Regions from separate parts of the Mus musculus genome. Here regions 2, 3 and 4 are each linked to region 1. A link is a contact called in public HiChIP or PLAC-seq and Micro-C data. All regions are on one chromosome and are shown on one strand. Each heading gives the region's core, a stretch centred on a gene start, on an enhancer-like site or on the middle of the called end of the contact. The rest is flanking DNA. Distances are from core to core; before and after follow the strand shown. Region 1 holds the start of Lrrc20 (leucine rich repeat containing 20). Region 2 holds the start of Pcbd1 (pterin 4 alpha carbinolamine dehydratase/dimerization cofactor of hepatocyte nuclear factor 1 alpha (TCF1) 1). Region 3 holds the start of Sgpl1 (sphingosine phosphate lyase 1). Region 4 holds the start of Macroh2a2 (macroH2A.2 histone).

What was found. A called contact is a pair of places that touch in the nucleus more often than the background predicts. HiChIP or PLAC-seq counts read pairs in DNA pulled down with a chosen protein or histone mark.
Region 2: a contact with region 1 is called in a Micro-C map of embryonic stem cells, with 1.7 times the contacts expected there. The contact joins the promoter of Pcbd1 here to the promoter of Lrrc20 in region 1. A contact is called at or near these places in 1 of 484 Hi-C or Micro-C datasets (embryonic stem cells) and 1 of 115 datasets of contacts at active chromatin or transcription factors (pancreatic cancer cells).
Region 3: a contact with region 1 is called in an H3K4me3 HiChIP or PLAC-seq map of bone marrow-derived macrophages, with 5 times the contacts expected there. The contact joins the promoter of Sgpl1 here to the promoter of Lrrc20 in region 1. A contact is called at or near these places in 3 of 484 Hi-C or Micro-C datasets (CD8 T cells, muscle stem cells and regulatory T cells), 2 of 115 datasets of contacts at active chromatin or transcription factors (bone marrow-derived macrophages and pancreatic cancer cells) and 3 of 9 other capture datasets (adipose tissue, liver and macrophages).
Region 4: a contact with region 1 is called in an H3K4me3 HiChIP or PLAC-seq map of embryonic stem cells, with 14 read pairs. The contact joins the promoter of Macroh2a2 here to the promoter of Lrrc20 in region 1. A contact is called at or near these places in 1 of 15 datasets of contacts at CTCF or cohesin (the NIH/3T3 cell line) and 1 of 115 datasets of contacts at active chromatin or transcription factors (embryonic stem cells).

What each region holds. Positions count from the first base shown.
Region 1 is chr10:61,474,406-61,477,280 of GRCm38.p6, reverse strand. It overlaps Lrrc20 (leucine rich repeat containing 20), which reads right to left and starts at 1,448. Exons shown (of 5, transcript NM_153542.1): 1 at 1,392-1,448. D830039M14Rik (RIKEN cDNA D830039M14 gene) reads left to right here and starts at 600. Exons shown (of 1, transcript NR_166099.1): 1 at 600-2,054.
Region 2 is chr10:61,087,873-61,090,747 of GRCm38.p6, reverse strand. It overlaps Pcbd1 (pterin 4 alpha carbinolamine dehydratase/dimerization cofactor of hepatocyte nuclear factor 1 alpha (TCF1) 1), which reads right to left and starts at 1,417. Exons shown (of 4, transcript NM_025273.4): 1 at 1,332-1,417. The coding sequence starts at 1,334.
Region 3 is chr10:61,146,337-61,149,211 of GRCm38.p6, reverse strand. It overlaps Sgpl1 (sphingosine phosphate lyase 1), which reads left to right and starts at 1,528. Exons shown (of 15, transcript NM_009163.4): 1 at 1,528-1,689.
Region 4 is chr10:61,782,347-61,785,221 of GRCm38.p6, reverse strand. It overlaps Macroh2a2 (macroH2A.2 histone), which reads left to right and starts at 1,358. Exons shown (of 9, transcript NM_207000.2): 1 at 1,358-1,439. Gm2137 (basic proline-rich protein) reads right to left here. Exons shown (of 3, transcript XM_006514419.2): 2 at 1,589-2,071; 3 at 400-1,120. The coding sequence ends at 950.

The sequences.
Region 1 (2,875 bases), core at 199-2,698:
CCCCAGAAGAAGGGCCCATAGGGTGCCAGCAACAGGTAGATAAAGACAAGCCACAGAGAAGGCCTGCGGTCTGTTCCAGACCTCTGGAGGCCTTCCTGAGGAGCCTAACTAATGCAAGCAGAATTCTGGAAAGCTCTCAATGTTGTGGGGCAGCCCCAGTTGTGAGATGGAAACATCACCTTCCTCAATGAAACTGTTAATAAAAATTAACTGAAAAAAAATCACTTCTAAGAAAAGACTCTGCAAGCCATTAAGGGCTTCCTGCATTAAGCCAGGACCAACTATTAGGTCATCAAACAAGGACAGACAGGAAGTTTGCATATAATAAATTGAAGGTGAGTGTGCTATTCTGCTTTGAGGAAGCTATGATTGTGAACACTGTATAATTTCTCTGGCAGATCTGAAACTGATCTCACCTAAATTCCAAACTTGGGGCTGAGGTATTTAAACCTTGACCATGGCAATGACCCAGTCTTTAAGGGTCAGAACTCAACTTCATTATCTGCAGCCCTAAGATCTCTGCAAAGGAGCCACTGCGACACTCCGGCCGCACCAGCTGGTCCTATATTTAGTTACTGTTGTGGTCAACTGGGAACTTTAGAGCCTGGCAGCCGCTCTGCGGGGCAACCGGAGCCTCCGCAGCCATGCGCACGATCTGCCCCACCGCTGGCTCCGCTGGCTCCAGACAGACTTCGGGACCCTGCTGAAGCCAAGAGCTGATGTGGCGAGGTAAGGGGCACAATGCTAATCACACCCCAACAGTCCCAAAGGTCCACTCGAGACCAGAGCAGAGATGACCCACTTTCTCACCCAGGGGAAAGAGCCCGCTGGGGCAATGAGCTGGACACGTTGGCGCCTGGTTTCGCAGCTCAGCTTTAGAGTTGGGGAGCCCCGCGTGAGCATCCTTAGACTGTACCGACAGTACACAGTGGCCAAGGACAGGATCCCTGGACCCCATTCTCACAGCCAGTGGCTGCTCGTCTCCAGCCTCGCGCTGGCCTGGCAGACAGGAACTGGGACAAATGGAGCAAGCAGAGGGGGGACGCTGGTGATCGCAGAGGCCGGGGGCGTCCCACGCTGCCAGGGGCGGAGAGGCACACTCCCAAGTGACATGCGCAGCTGCCTCTCCCGATGGGCAAGGGCGTCTCACTGGGGAGACGGAAGCCGGGCTGTCCGAGAGCTCTAACCACGAGCCTCCCACTACCGCAAGCGATAGTCCATGACCTCTGGGCACCGCCCGAGCCATGACTCGGTGCTACCAGGTGTGCTGGGGGAGGGGAAGGGACACGGCCAAGCCCAGTGCTTTCCCTTCTGCCCCTGCCACGCTCGGCCTCTGGCCACCGTTATTCAGCGCGGCGCGAAGCCTGTGGGCCGCTGGAGGCAGCACTTACGGCGACAATGCGTCCTAGAGCCCAGCGCCCAGCACTCACGCTCCCGCGGCGACCGACGGCACCCGGTGCAAGTTCTGAGCCCGAGGGGCGGAGCCAAAGGGGCAGGGAGCTCAGCGCGCACGGCCGCTCAGCCAATAGTGACACCAGGATACGACCCAGGGCGGGGAGGGGCCAGCGCTCCGCCCGCGCGCACCAATCAGCGCGCAACTCCTCCTGCGCGCTCGGGAACCAAGGGAGGAACCGCTTTGTGTGGAGTCGGCAAAGCCAGCGCGCTAGGGGCGGGGCCCTGCATCTTCTTGTGTAGGATGCTTCTCCAGGCTGGATTTTATTTTGTTTTTAATTCCACGGATGAGCCGGGTTCAGCAGATCGGGGAACTTTGGAAAACGCAAAGAAACGCTAATTGAAGCCGCACTGTAACTTCATCTCTTCAGACTAAAGTAAACATGGAACTAAAGTCTACCTGCTTCACGGGTCGCTGTGAGAACTGATGAAGGGACTGTGGAGTCCAGCGCTGCTGCGACGCAAAAACACAACTCTCACCTCAAAGGGGATCAGAGATGGCTTATCCTAGAGCCAAATAGGAGCGACCCTAGCCCGGGAACACAAATACAGGTTATTCCATGTCCCAACATGGTAACAGTTTGATAAAAATTGTGAATTATTTTGTGCTTTTTTTTTTTTTTTTTAGTTATTTTATGCGTGTTTGCCCGCGTGTGTATTTGTGCACCACCTATGTGTCTGGTGTCCTCAGAGGCCAAAAGAGGGGTCAAATCTCCTGGGATTGGAGTTGCAAACAGCTATGAACCATCCTGTACATGATTGGACAACCCTTGCAAAGGAACGGTGTAGCTGTCTCTCCAGCCTCTTAATGAAGAACAAAGAAAAACGTAAAAACAAGGCACTTTTCAATTGTATTGGTGAGGATATCAGGTAAACAGGCTACAGCAAAGGAGAAAAAGATCTCAGCTATAGGCCCCAGATGCTAGCCTGAGAGCATTCTTAGCCCTTTGGTTGATCGGAAACTAGAGATCTGTTCTTGCACTCTGACTTACTGGATAGTTACAAAGATGTTAAGCCAAGTAGAGGGCAGAGCAATCAGTAGTTGTTAAAGGACATAAAGATGCCACAAAATGCCAGTCTGGCTCTGGACCTGCAACATTTTAACCCTTTTGTGTCACTAAATTTCTAGTCAGTAAATCAGACTAGCAAAAGATGCTGCTGTTCTTTTGAGTAATTTGTATTCACGGCTGCCAGACTAGCCACCAGGACCACAGCTTCTAAAATGTAGCCACTTCACAGATCTCCTGTTGTGTAACAGTTTCCAAAAACACTGCTTCCTGTAGGAAGCTCCTTAAGCAATAAGCACTTAAAATAGCTTTGGGAACCTCCTTAAAGAGGAAGGTAAACAAACTCAAATTAGCTTCAGGAAGTCCCTGAAACTGACCAGGTTCACTAGGCCCCTCCCTACCAGGCTAAGCAATAA
Region 2 (2,875 bases), core at 168-2,667, 390 kb after region 1:
TGGCATGCTCATTACCCTGTTATACAAAGTGCCCACGGTGTGATCCCCCAGCACATACCAGGTCAGGTCCTGAGTGGACCCCTGGAAAACAGAAGTTAGTGTCTGTTCTGTCCTCTAGAGGAACGTGGGGCCCTGAGTCTAACAAGCTAGGATTGTGAAAGAGAATCACCCAGGGATACAGTGTTCAACTGACAAGGACTCAAATTTGGCTTGGGGAGCAGGAGGAAGGTGAACTGTGTCCTGCAAGCCACCCATCGTTTCCATACCCTGGGGTGGGTATCGAAATGGCCCTTTGGCTTCATGAGTGAAGGGATGAGACCCACTCCTTAGACCAAGAGATGCCAGTGGAAATACTTCAGTAGCAAGGTTATCAAGTGAAAGTCAGCTTCATTAAAAAAAAAAAAAAAAACAAAAAACCAACACTTCCTAGAACAAGAACATCTGTGACAGTTCTCAGGCCAGCAGTGGGGCCTACAGAACCAACACCAGTGTGTGTGTGCTCTCAGAAACAAGGGGCTCCAGCTCAGTGCAGAGATCTGCTCTGTGGTTAATGAAGGGGGTGGGGGACTTCCAGCATTGACCCTTCAGTGGGTGATAAGCGGGACACTTGTAACCAGGCAGCCAGGTATCAACAGGGCTCCACTCTTTAGAATTTTCCAGAACCAACTTTCAGGCTGACAATGCTCTGAACTCAGGTCAGAGGGGTAAGGGCCTTATTTGCTTAGGGAAGCTCTGTCAGCTTGTTAGTGTGGGCTGAGCGATTACTGATTATCCAAGCCTGTGGTGTCTTTGGGCCCAATGACTCTTCCCAGGCCTCAGCTGCCAAAACACCCTCCTATCCCTGATCGAGTACAGAGAACCCGAACCACGCTATTTGGTAAGGGTTGCAGGGAGGTCTAGGGGCTCCTTTCCTAGGGACCTACCTAAGATCCTGACCCACCACCACGCCAAGGTGGGACACAGCACCCTATCTAGGTGTTAGGGCGGGGCTTAAGGCCAGGGACAGCACTGGGTGCAGAGAGAACTGAACACCACCCCCACCCCCACCCCAATCTGGCAAGCCTGTAGGGCCAGGCAGCGCCACGGAGACTTGCCTTGCTGCCACACCCCGCCAGCAGACTAGGCCTGGGAGTTGGGACAGGCTAGGTTTCCAGGCCCACCGCCACCGCCCCCAAGGGAGGCCAGGCGACTCTAGCCCGGCTGGATGGCGCTGCAGGAGGCTCAGCGTGGCCCGCGCCCCCAGCATCGGAGCCCTAGTCGTCTCTCCACACCACCCCCCGCCCCCCACTTCCTGGTCTCCTCTCAGGGTCCACCAGACTTCCTGCGCTTACCATGTCCAGTGCGGGAAGCAGGTGGCGGCAGCGAGGGAGAGAGCAGCGGGCAAGCAGCAGGCCACCGCGGGGGCGGGGCAGAGATCCGGTGGCCGCGGGTAATAATTAACATGGGTCCTCCTTGCTCCACGCCCTTGCAATGCTTTCCATGCCCTGTGCTCTGTGAGCATGGCTGCGTGATGGGCTCCAGGGCAAAAGCTTTGACATCTCAGTACCTCTGCTCCCTCTCTGCCAGAGGACTCTGGGCACCAGACTGCCTGACCTATTGTTACAGTAACAACGACAACAAAAGCCACCCAGATAAATGTCACATACACTGGACTGCACATATATAAAGTGCACAGTTTTAACCATCTTAACAGAACAGAAGACTTTTTTAAAAAAGATTTATTTATTATATATAAGTACACTGTAGCTGTCTTCAGACACACCAAAAGAGGGCATCAGATCCTATTACAGATGGTTGTGAACCACCATGTAGTTACTGGGAATTGAACTCAAGACCACTGGAAGAGCAGCCAGTGCTCTTAACCACTGAGCCATCTCTCCAGCCCAATAGAAGATATTCTAAAGGGACTCAACGTATCCCTCCTTTGGGCTATCAGGCTATTGAAACAATGGAACCCAAGAAATCAGAATTTCTTCCAGGAAAGGCATGGTATGAAAAGGAAAAACTAAGGTCTGGTGCCAGCCAGAGAAGAAACTTGTCTACTGGAAAGATTTCACACCATTCTGGCAATTTGCCAGGCCACCTTGTTTAGTAAGGTATTCCTCTTGCCCGCTGTTTAACCTTGAGCCGTAGATTAGGTCCCAGTGGACAGACTTGGAGGCTCATGGACCCCTTCATTTCTCTTCCCAGTAAAGCTGTATTGAGTAAATCACCTTGCTTGCTGTTTTAATCACTGTTTTAATTTTTAAGATTTATTTGTGTGTGTGTGTGTGTGTGTGTGTGTGTGTGTGTGTGCGCGTGCGCATTTGTGTGGGTGCATGGATTTATGTGTACTGTGTGCTGTATGCATGTAGATGCCATGGAGGCCAAAAGGGAACATTGCATCCCCTGGAATTGCACTTAGGTGTTGTTGTGAGCTGCCTCATATGGGTACTGGAGCCAAATTCAGATTCTCTGCGAGAGCAGTAAGCGCTCTGAGCCCTCTCCACAGCACCTCTGCTGTGACTTGTCTCTTTCGTTGGCATATAGAGAGTAGTGGGTGAGCCCTGCTTGTTAGGACTGCCAGGGTCCAGGCTCTGACCCTAATAACTTCAGTGACATGGAGGGACATGTGCTTCTCTTAGGAATCCATCAGCAGGATTAGGAACACCTCTCCCTGTGCCACCAGATAGCCTCTCTCTTCCAGGGCTCCCCCTAAGCCAATGCTCTTCAATTGCTGGCAAGCAGGTTGCATTTTCTAGACATCCCCATGGCCCCATGCATTGAAACCATTTAGTTTATACTTACCTTTGAAGTCCATTCATGTTCTATGTACCATTAGTTGATTCTTTTCTTTCTTTTTTTTTTTTAAAGATTTATTTATGTATAATGAGTG
Region 3 (2,875 bases), core at 279-2,778, 330 kb after region 1:
AAGAAAATGCCTCTATGAGATTCAGGCTATAGGCAAACCTGTAGGGCATTTTCTTAATTAGGGATTGATGGGGGAGGTCGCAGCCCACTGTGGGTGGTGCTATCCCTGGGTTGGTGGTCCTGGGTTCTATAAGCAAGCCAGCCATGAGGAGCAGGGCAGTAAGCAGCACTCCTTCATGGCCTCTGCATCAGCTCCTGCCTTCAGGTTTTGCCCTGTTTGAGCTCCTGTCCTGACTTCTTTTGTTGATGAACAGTGCTCTGGACGTGTAAGCCAAATAAACCCTTTCTTCCCCATATTTCTTTGGTCATGGTGTTTCATCACAGCAATAGAAACCCTAAAACAGTAAAATCTCAAAGCTCTTCCTTTAAAGACCCAGGTTAGGTGGTTGCTCAGATTAGTCTTGTCTGCAGACACTGGCTGGAAGTGACCAATTGTGTCCAGAATGCAAGGGTTGGGGTGGGGAATAGGGTCTTATTTTGAAGCCCCGGTTGGCTTCAAAATTGCCTCAGGAATTACAGGAACAAACCACCACACCAGGTTCAAGTTAATTATTTCAAGCATTTATTTTTATTTATGTGTAAGCGTGTGTGTGTGTGTGTGTGTGTTTATGGCCTCAGAGGCCAGAAGACAATGTCAGAGTCCATGGACCGGGAGTGGTGTTTGGGAGCCATCTTAAGTGGGTGCTGGGACCCAGCCTCACTGAGCCCTCCCTCCCCAATCACTTCACATAACCAGCTTTTTATGGGTATAATTTCAGTACTTGGGAGCCTAAAGCAGGAAGATTGATTCAAGTTCAAGGCCAGTTTATAGCTTACACGACAGAGTGAGACCCTGTCTCAAACACTAACCAGCCCCTAAACTGTTGAGTGTAGTGGCTGGCAGGAAGATTGTGAGTTCAAAGTTATCCTAAGATACAGGACCAGTTTGGGGCCAGCATGACCTAAGTCAGAACTTGGATCAAAACAAAGAATTGTTAAGAGAGATGTCACCTTAGATTTTTGGAAGGCTGTGATGAGGCGGGAGAAAACCTAGATCAAAGCCTTTGACTGCCCTACAGAAAGACCTCAAAGCCAGTCTCGGCAACTTAGTATAAAAAGCCTGCATCACAAAACAACAACAAACAACAATAGCAACAAAAGACAAACACAAAGAGTAGCCTGAAGAAGTTGTAAACTCACAGGGCCAGCTGCTGGCGAAAGGTGAGACCCCTAGACACCCTATCTGGCTTAGACACAGTCCCTACCCGGCCAGCAGGCGGCGCGCACGCCCACACGGCTCTGGGCGCCCCGAACCTTGGCGCCGAGCCTCTCAACCCTGGCGCCATTACTTAGCCCTGGCCACAAACTCTCGCCTGAGTTCCCCCGACACCACAGCCCGGACCCAGCAGTAGGCGGGCGGAGGGCTGCGGGGCGAGCCGAGCCCAGCGCGGCGTCGGACGTGCGCGCGCCCGACAGCGGCAAGGGCGCGCACGGCCCGGGCTCCTGGAGGCGGGCGGGTACCCCAAGGCCATTTCCGGGAGGGGCGGGGCCGGGGGCGGCGCACCTCCAATCTCTGCGGCGGCGGCGGAAGGGGGAACCCGGGTCCCGTGGCCAGCGAGTGAGTCGCTCGCAGAACCGAGGCGCGTGAGGTGGGCGGCGGCCAGCGGAGCCTCTGCGGGGAAAGAAGGAGCCGGGTCCACAGCCTGAGGAGGTGGAGCTGCCGCGGCGGGCTGGACCCGGCGGGAGCAGTGGGGAGCCGAGAGGAGCTGGAGGGATCCGGGCCCGGGCTGAGGGGAGAGGAGGGAGGCCGAGCTGTGGTTGGGGAGCCGAGAGGGAATTGGGTTGTGGGGAGCTGCGCGGAGGGAACCGGGCTGTGGGGAGCTGCGCTGAGGGAGGCAGGTCTGTGGTTCATGGAGAGCTGGGCTGAGGGGAGCGCGGCTGAGGAAAGCAGGGCCCGAGCTGAGAGGGAGCCGGGCTGAGGGAGAGCTGGGCTGAGGGGAGCGCGGCTGAGGAAAGCGGGGCCCGAGCTGAGAGGGAGCCGGGCTGAGGGAGAGCTGGGCTGAGGGGAGCGGGGCCCGGGCTGAGGGGGAGCAGGGACCGGGCTGAGGGGAGCAAGGGTTCAGGCTGAGAGGGTCCTGGGCTGAGGGGAGCGGGGCCCGAGCTGAGAGGGAGCCGGGCTGAGGGAGAGCCGGGCTGAGGGAAGCGGTGCCCGGGCTGAGGGAAGCAGGGCTCAGGCTGAAAGGGAGTGGGCTGAGAGGAAGCTGAGCTGAGGGGTGCAGGTCCGTGGCACAGGGAGAGGTGGGATGAGGGAAGCGGGGCCCAGACTGAGGGGAGCAGCGCCTGGGCTGAGGGGGAGCCGGGCTGAGAAGGAGCAAACTGAGGGGTGCGGGCCCCAGACTGAGGGGAGCAGGGTCGGGGCTGCGGGGTCGGGGCTGAGGGGAGCGGGGCCCAGGCTGAGGGGAGCAGGGCCCAGGCTGAGAGGGTCCTGGGCTTAAGGGAGTCAGGCTAAGAGGGGGCGGGCTGAGGGGAGCCGGGCCTGGTCTGAGGGGGCTGGGTCCGGGCTGATGGGGAGCCGAGCTGCGGGGTGTGGGTTCCCGACTGCTGTGGGGCGTCGGAGAGACCCAGGCTCGAGTCTGTGGCCGGGGCTGAGTAGTGGCGCCAGGCTACAGGGGCGCGGGGGAAAGGCAGGCCGGGCTGGAGGAGTCCCGGGTCCCGCTGTGCCGAGAGGCGGCGGCGCTGCCGTGGGCCCGGGGAAGGGGCGTGTCCCCGCGTGCACGCCGCGGGCTCCACTGCTCCGGGGTGCCGGGGTCGGCTGGAGCGCTGCCAAAGCCGGCAGGGGGATCCCGCGGAGGGGCAGCGCCGGCCGGGCTGCCGAGTAAACAGCTGCGTTTCCCCTT
Region 4 (2,875 bases), core at 109-2,608, 310 kb before region 1:
CAGAGAGCATCAAGGGCTTCTGCAGGAGCCTCAGGGCTGGCTGTCCTCTCTCTCATACTGTGGGGTCCCCATTATGGGAGATACGTTTACAGCAGAATGAACCATGCATGGTTTGCAGGGAGAGCAAAAGACATGGCTGGTTCTCAGCAAAACACTCAAGCTTAAAATACACATTCTCAATGGAAAGCACTGGTCTATAAATGCCAGCGGCCCGCCTGATAAAATGGCGAGGGTGGTTGAGTAGCTAACTTCTCTCCACCCAGGCAATCACAGGTCTTCGGTGACCCCCAAAGTCCCCCACTGTGTACATAGATACAAGTACAGTTAGTTTGTGGCAGCGAGCACACATACAAAAGGTCACGGGTTTGGGCAAAGTCCATTCGCTCAATGCTAAAGATCTCGGCTTCACATTTTTTATTTTTTATTTTTTATTTTTTTTTTGCAGAAATCAAAAGGTTTCCTCCCAGAGTCCTCTGATTCATGCAGGAAAAAATCTGAGGCACCATGGACCGTCCATTCAACTGAATGCTTACGGTGACTGGCCCTAGAGCCATGTGCCCTTGACAGGGTTCACAGTACAAAAGACAACGTGGTTTTTCATCAGGGACCAAACAACTACACGCGCCCAGTGTCACCTGATACTGTCCACTGCACCGCCATCACAATGAATTTTCCAGAAACTAATACAAAAAATTGCTTCTTTAGACACTCTCTTTGTGCTTAACCTCAATAACCGTCGGGAGATGGCAAATTAACGCAATCCAATTTTTAAATGATGCCGGGGCACATGGTCTTCATCCACCAGGAAGCACATCTGGATCTCCATCACTACTAGCGAATCACCAGAATAAATTCTCGGTTCCTTCGGCGCCGTGCGCGACACAGTAACGTGTTTGGTAATTTCAGATCAGGGCTGCATCCAACGTGGCTTGCTTTTTTTTTTTTTCGTTCACCTTCTCATCCCGTAATGGGCAGATGAACGCCCACACCTCTTTCGCCCAGCAAAGGTGGGTCGAGCTATCTGGAGCCTGTGGCTGGTGACCACAAGGCCTCCGTGCCGGGCTCTAGGGAAGCGGTGTCCTCGCAGCCGACAGCTCCGCGAACTGGCCCTGTGGTTCCACTGCAGAAGGACAATAGCTCATCAAGCCCCACGAAAGCCCCCGGACCCGTCGCGGAGCCTGGGCTGGCGGGGGATGAGGCTGAGCGACTCCTCCTAGAGGTGGTTATGTGGAGAAGGAGCAATCCCTTCTCCCTCCTCCTCCTCCCCCCGCTACTATCCGCGGCCCGGAGAACTGCCGCTTGCCGCCATTGACACGCACAGATACAACCCCAAGAAAGGCAGGGTCCTGCCCAGCACCGGCGGCACGCGGGCCGAACCTGCGGCCGGGATTGGCGCGCACTAGGCCACCGGGCGCCCGGAGCCCGCGGTGCAGCACCAGGTGAGCCCGCCATGCCCATGGCATCATTGTTTCGGGGGGCGCCGGGGGTCTGGAAACAAAACCCTCTTGTCCGGGCAGTGCAGGGGCCGAAGGGAGCCACGGCGCCTCCCCGCTGCAGCCCTGAGGGCGCACCCCGGTCACCGACCCACCTCTGCCACAGAAATTAATAAATCGATCTGCCCAACTTGCTTCCTCGGGAGATAAAAGGGGGGTTTGCCGAAGACGCCGCGCGATGCCCGCCGCTGGCGAGGGGCCGGGGCACCCTGGGCCAAGCAGGGAGGATGCCGAAATGCGGGGTCCCGCGGCCAGGCTGGCGGTGCCGGGAGCCCTGGATGCGGAGCTCGGGGAGCGGGGGAGGGAGGAGGGAGGCGCCCGGGCGCCGAGGGAACCGGGAGGGGGACGCTGGCTCGCAAGGGCCGAGGGCGCGCGACCAGGGCCTCCGGGGTGCCGAGCTGGGCGCGGGGCTGACAATGGAGGAGGACGCAGAGACGCCGGGGCGGCGCGGGCGCGGAGCCGGGATGCTGCGGGAGCCGCGGGCGGAGGAGGACTTGAGGCCGAGCACTCCCCTCGGGTTCCCTTTCCGGGGCGATCGGTGCTTCCACCGGCAAATGGCGGCCCCTGAGCGGCTCGCCCTACCGGTCCCAGCTGCTTAATTTGCGCGGGAAAATAACAAAAATAATAGTAACAATATCAAGAAGAGGGGGATCAAAGTCAAGTCAGGGAAAGGCGGCAGCCGCTGCCGCGGGTAGAAATCAGCCCTGCCTCCCCGGTTGCCAGAGCGCCATCCAGGTGCACCGCTTTCCAGCCCCGCTAGCCTAGGATGGCTCCCCAGAGTGGCTTTCCACGCCTTTCCTCATGGGGGCGCCCTTAGCTCCTGCCCTCTTTGTTCCTCTCAACAATGGCCAAAGGGGCATCGAACCCCACCCCCGCCACCAAACGCCAATTGAACCTCCTTCTTCACGAGTTCAGCATTACTGATGGTGCCTGGGCTTCAAATGAGCCACGGGTGGGCCTGATTTAGGCCTGGCCATTACTGCAGCGTTTGGGCCGTGGTTCTCTTGGGATGAGGAAAGTGGGAAAGGGGCCAGTGAAAAAAACCAAAGAGTGGACGCACTCATTGGGAACTGGGCTCAGGTTGCCCAGACTGGAGCAACTGAAGCAGTTCTCCAGGTGAGCTGGCTTCAGGGGAAATCACAGCAAGAAGCCATACACCCCAGGAGGCCCCAGGCGCGATCAATCCTATGGAGAACAGCAGCCCTGGTTCAGCGTCTGTTTATGTTGAAATAAAACTGTTCAGTGGGGGGTTGGGGGGGAGAGAAAACCTTATTCAGAGTAAAATGTCTTTGCTTTTAACGTCTCAAAACAAATTAAACTGTGCCTAGTCCCCAGCCCGCTCCTTCTGCCAGAGTGAAAGCGGTTCCTTTCACCACAGAGAG